Regions from separate parts of the Sus scrofa genome. Here region 1 is linked to region 2. Evidence: chromatin contacts called from public Hi-C data. All regions are on one chromosome and are shown on one strand. The core of a region is the stretch at or near the end of the contact, and the rest is flanking DNA. Distances in the headings are between cores, read along the strand shown. Region 1 overlaps TMX4 (thioredoxin related transmembrane protein 4). Region 2 holds the start of HAO1 (hydroxyacid oxidase 1).

Evidence for each region. Hi-C and Micro-C count contacts between places; a contact is called where the count stands out from the background.
Region 1: a Hi-C map of liver shows a contact between it and region 2, with 7 times the contacts expected there. The contact joins the enhancer-like site here to the promoter of HAO1 in region 2. A contact is called at or near these places in 1 of 5 promoter capture datasets (liver) and 19 of 47 Hi-C or Micro-C datasets (adipocytes, adipose tissue, embryonic fibroblasts and 10 more).

Annotation. Positions count from the first base shown.
Region 1 is chr17:16,835,733-16,838,752 of Sscrofa11.1, forward strand. TMX4 (thioredoxin related transmembrane protein 4) reads right to left here. Exons shown (of 8, transcript NM_001243407.1): 7 at 2,258-2,321; 8 at 1-732. The coding sequence ends at 335. Among named protein-coding and RNA genes, the nearest start is that of HAO1, 35 kb to the left of the region's middle. Within about 2 kb of position 1,294, at least 9 of the 83 cell types and tissues checked have an H3K27ac peak or open chromatin away from gene starts, as enhancers often do. A contact at or near this core is called in adipose tissue, fetal liver and liver, where this site is marked.
Region 2 is chr17:16,800,934-16,803,754 of Sscrofa11.1, forward strand. HAO1 (hydroxyacid oxidase 1) reads right to left here and starts at 1,527. Exons shown (of 8, transcript NM_001243431.1): 1 at 1,345-1,527. The coding sequence starts at 1,481.

The DNA of each region.
Region 1 (3,020 bases), core at 44-2,543, 35 kb after region 2:
CTGCTTTCATTGTAGGGGCCTGCAGCCATGTCTGCTGTCCATGCACAGGGGATTGCTTCCTCTGGTCAAAGCCCCACAGCCCCAAGTCAATGAACCTGTGCCCATCCCAGGTCCCAAACGACCCTAACACTATGTTTGCTTTTCTGTATCCTGACTGTCAAGCCTGGAAGAGTCTCCTTAACACACATGAAGCTTAACGCCATGAGACTATGCAGCTAGAGATGGTTTTTTAAGGAGAGGCTTGAGCATTCAGGGAAAAGTAAGGATTTGGTTTGAACTGCAGAGCAGAGCGAAGCTGGCACTCCTGTGTTCTGTGCTCCGGGAAACACCGTCATCAGGCCGATGGCCCCTCGTCTCCCTCGTCTCCCTTGTCTCCCTTGTCGGGATGCTGACTCTTGCGCTGCCTCAGCGTGTCTTCCGCCGCCACCTCTGCACCAGCCAGACTGGGCTGCTCGGGGGTGTTGTCTCCAGTCTCACCACCAGGTGCCTCGTCCTCCGGGGCCTCCCCTGGGGGCCTCTGGTCCAGGGCATCACTCCTCTCCTCGTCCCTGCCGGTGACCGCGCTGTCCTCCTCGTCCTCCTCTGCTTCGTCCTCCTCACCGAGGTCTTCCTTCTCTTCTTCGTCATCTACAAGGCTGTCTTTGTTTTCTTCTTCATTTGAATCATCCTTTTCCTCCTCTACATCCTGTAACTGCTCAGCCGTGTGGGCCTCTTCTGACTGGAGACTCTGCTCTGTGGAAGGAAGAGAGAGGGACATTCTCTGGATAAATAACGGCTTTGACAAATGCGTTGTTTTCACTTATATGTGGAATCTAAAAAATATATGAATATAACCAAACAGAAAAAGGCTCATAGACACAGAAAACAAACTAGTGGTTACCAGCAGGGAGAGGCAAGACAATAGAAAAAAAATAAGAGGTATAAACTAGTAGGTATAAAACATCGGATACAAGGATGTCACTTACAGAACAGGGTATTTTATTACATAAGCAGTATTTTATAATAACTTTAAATAAGGGGTATAAGCCATAAAGTCATCAAATCACCATGCTGTACACCTGGAACTAATATAACATTGTACATCAACCACACTTCCATTTTAAAAAGTCGTTCAGCAATCAACCGAGTGCACTTAGCTGTGAAGAAACAGCACGTGTGACAGTTTTCTCCATCCTGAAACTATGTTATCACACAGGACAGATCTCTGGATGGCGTCCTAGCTCCACCCAGGGCCTCTTCATCTCTCTCTGGAAACTTCCCTGGCCGTGTTGACTCTGGCAGAGCCCAGGAGCAGGGAGGGCAAAGGTTCCTTCGTGCTTCATATTTTGTACCTTGTTGAATGTTCAGTGACCTGCTCACTGGTCATGATGATTGGTTCAGAAATGTGACTTAAGCCCAGCCAATCAGAGTATTTCCCCGGAGTTTCTGACCAGAGTCAGGAGGAAAAGATTTCTCTCTTTCTACAGGGATTGCTAAACTGATAAAAAGTTGAGTTGGGGCTGTTGACAGCCACTGAATCAGCTTCATACCAACAGAAACCTAATATCCCTTGCGCTGTACTTAAAGTCAGAACATCCCTGGATTTTTCAGTTATGTGAGCTAATAAATTTCCCTTTTTTTCTCCTTAAGTTGCTTTAAACTGGGTTTCTGTTACTTTTAAGAACTCTAAGGAAAAAAATAATACAATTTATAATTATACATGGAAGTCTCCAAGCCTTAAAAACTTTAACAACTAAAAAAATATGCATCAGCTTACTTAGATAGACTTCCACATAAAACTCAACAAAGTCTCATATAAGTCTTTATGCAAAGTCTCTCTGAAAAAAAAAAATAGTAATAAAACCATGGAAATCCAGGGCTGTTTTGTCCCAGAAACAGTGTGAGGTAGTGAAAGGACTTGGGGAAACTGCTTTTAAAGGTCTGAGGACAGTTACAGGTACAGGGGAGAAACCCACCAAGTGTAAGCGCCCCTCCCTTCTCATTCCAGTTTGAAAGAAAAAGGTGTCAATTGATTAATGAAAGGCATGCAATTCCAGGCAAAGAGCAATTACCAAAATGAAATATTCCCTAATTTAAGAGATGGGGGAAAAAAAAGAATTTTTGTTCAAATACATCTGGAGAACATACTTGAAGGAATGTGGAAGTTGTGATGGTTTGGTCACCTAGAAAATCTGGAGGGAAATCCACTGTACGAGTACAATAAGGGCACACCATGGAATTCCAAAAATACTCTATCGCATGAATTTGTCATACGTACCAGAACGTTCAGATAAATGCCTTGGAAGTGGCATAGAGAAACATTCTGATATTACTACCAAGACCTGGAAGGAAAAAAAGAGTGATTTTACAATGAGTGGATGAGACATTATCGAATAGTCCCAGAGTTAGCCCCTGTTTCTATAACCAGATATTCATACACAAATACACAGCAAATGGCCCAAAGTCCCCCAAAAAGACAAGGGTATGATTAAGAATTTCCTACTTTTCAAATGTGATATAAAGTAAGAAAACGCTATTATTAAAACAGGGTTCACAAAATCAAATGATATACACAGCCCACTAAAAACAGATGAATCAAGCAGATATAAGAAAATAGACACTATCGGCCACATCTAAAGTGATCTTTTAGAAAACACTGACAAATAAAACTAGTCTGTACATGCATTGTCCCTCCCTAGTGGGTAAACCCTGAGTGTGTGGAAGAGTATTTCAGGATGTAGTGCCACAAGAAATTTCTATAGGGACGAATGGTGAGAAGACATCAGTGATGTGAACTAAACTATTTTAGACAGTGATTGACTGGCTTCCCCTCCAGCCCGGACTGCAGCGTTGAGTCACTTTCTACCCACTATAAACATGCCATTTCCCCTGATAAAATACAAGCTCCTCAGAGGCAGGTTCACTCCAGTCCATGCATGGGCTGCAGTGATGAAACTGATAGGATGACGATGTGTCAAATGTGGCAAAGTTACCTGGAGCTGGAATGAGCAGGAGGTGCCCTCTATTGCCCTCCCCTACAG
Region 2 (2,821 bases), core at 277-2,776:
CAAAGGCCTGGAATGTCCCTGGTTAAAATTACCTGTTTGGGTTCAAGTGTCATTTTCAGGAGACTACTAAGAGGCAAACCACACTACCTGGCGAACAGCTGAAACAGGTCCAAAAACGAGCATCTCTCAAGAGCAGAAAATATCAAAAGGATCTAAAAAATTCCATAATGGTTGGAAAAAAAGATCATGCAGAATTTTAAGCCCCTCCACTCTCAGCCAACTTTTCTCTTCCCATGGCTCCCCCTAGCTTTTTTAAAATGCCATTTTTGTTGCAAAGAAAATCCAAGACAAAGTCAAGGCTTGAAGGAGTTTAGGGGAGGCCCCACTTCAACTCTCAAGCTCCTACACTGATTTGCAGGTGAATCAGTCTGCTTGCCAGCAACCACCTTGTGTAGAATGATTTCATTTCTCCCAGTTGACAAGTAGAAAAGTGATTTTGAGTGATTTTGCTCTAGGGGCTAAAGAAGAAATCAAGGAGGAAGGTAGATTCTTTCCTTTGGATACTTTCTGCCTTTTTTTTCTTTAATTTATCACCATCAATGAGTACTCATGACATTCATTGGCTTTACTAATGGCTGGAAGAAAAGATCAATGAGCTTCAAAGACTATAGTATATTGAAGGCTCTCTTCCCCTGCTCCAGCAAATAAACCATTTCCTAACTGCCTTGAGAGAAAAGCACTCCTTTAGAGTTATTTTGTTTCTTGTTTTTATTACAAACAGAAACCATAAACCATGACATCCACCATGTTGGATCTTGAAATATGAAAGTCAAGGGAAAACTAATTTGGGAAGAGAGATGAAGCACTTTAGAGATGAAACAGCAAAGCTGAAAGATTAATGTTCTTTAGGCCAATTGAAAGCTCAAGTGAAAGTTTAGACAATAGTAATCAGAATGAATGATAATGGCAAGCCAGAAGGATGAGAACATTTGAGAGAACAATCCGATCTGGTTCCACCAGATAAGATGGCTATCTTGCATTTAATACGAATGGCTTTCTCCACCATAAACATACACTCTGTCAGCCTCAAAGAAAAAGAAAACAGAGTCAGAATCTGTCACTATTTTTATACACAGTTAAATGAATCATCCACGTCATTTCAAGTGAGGAAACTTAGGGTTAGATTTTTTTTTCTGTCAGCTGTCCAAGATTGCCAGGCTTGGGATATTTTTATTTTAAAACAAGTTTAAAGATCAATATGTCTCACAGCCCCATGAATTGCCCCCTCTCTAATAAGCATATTGTCTAGACAAATAATTTCACACTATCAACACAGAAACTGATCTTGCTCTGGTAGAATGTCCATGTGTAATCTCAAAGCATGATTTAAAAAAATATTCTTACCTGGAAAATGCTGCAATATTATCAGCCAAGGTTTCCTGATCATTTGCCCCAGACTTATAATAGTCATATATAGACTTCTGAAGTATGGATTTAGCATGTTGCTCATAATCACTGATACAGACAAGCCGGGTGAACATTTTCCTGGGTTATTGCAAACGCCAGGATGGTTTTTTGTTTGTTTTTTTTTTTTCTGTATTGCTTTCTACATCCTGACAATTCTGCTATTTGTCAATTATTAATAGACTTTTTCCAAAGTTCAGATTTCCTTCTCTGTTGCTTACAGTAAGTGAGCAAACATATGCTTAGACTTTGAAATTTCTTTTGCAGCTGTCTGCCAAAGAGCAGGTACACCTAAGCCACAAAAAATTGGGCTGGAGAGGCAGCAGAAGGGGATTAGGTGTCTGTCATGTTAAAAAGGCATAAGAATGAGTCAAAAATTAAAGACCTAGAGAAGTACTTGCATGAAACCCCTCTTGGCTCAGTTCTTCCTAAGGCTGCTTCATTCCCACGGTGTGTGACTTGGCTATTTAATTGGTACCCAGAATGTGCCATCCACTCATTTTCCTCCCAAATTTGGATCATGCACATATATGAAAAAGAGCCTATGAAATGGATGGGAAGGAAGGGAGGAAGAGAGGGAGGGAGGGAAGGAAGAAGGAAAGGAGGAAGGAAGGGAAGAAGAAAGATAGCAATGGCTTTGACATCGGTCAGTCCTGGATTTCCACCTGGGAGCCCCCACTTAAAGTGGCTCACCAGCTATTCAACTGCTGAATTCCAACTGCCTGCACCTGTATGAGAATGTTCTCTTGAACTTGGAGCCTACTTTTCCATCCACATGGCAGGCTAAAGTGCTGTGGACTCAATGCTCCATGGAACAATCCTACACCAAGAGCTTAAGGGAATTGGTGTATAAATACGAAATTCCTCACTCCTCTGGCAGTTAACTCCTAGATGTGCATCCTACGGTGCAGGCTTCAGTCGCCCACAAATGCCATTGGTTGGTAACTCATCCTGTATTAGCTGCCTTTCCTTCCCATCTCACTACCCCTTAATGGAATTAAAGACCTTACAGCTGTTAGGATTAGCATTGAATTCAATATCGGTTTATTCCAAAGTTCACAGATGCCTGCTTTTTGCTTCAGTTCAATGATAGCTAAATTGGCCTCAGAAATACTATTGGAAAGTGAAAATCCATTAATCCTTTCTAGAAGAAAAAACTCAACTGCACAGCTAAGAAAATCATTATAAAAATTGGTCTGAGATCTTACTTCCTGTGAGAACTGATCAAAAGTTGCAGATTAAAGCATGACCTTTTAGAAACCTATTCATTTATTTGCAACTTCTATAGTTATTAAAACTGTTAGCACTTTGCAACTCAAGTAATTTTGATGCAGAGACAATTTAACACTCCAGAATGAAACTTAAGCAGGTCAAGTGCTAGTGTTAACTAAGGAATTGAAGGGCCAGTGTTTCCCAA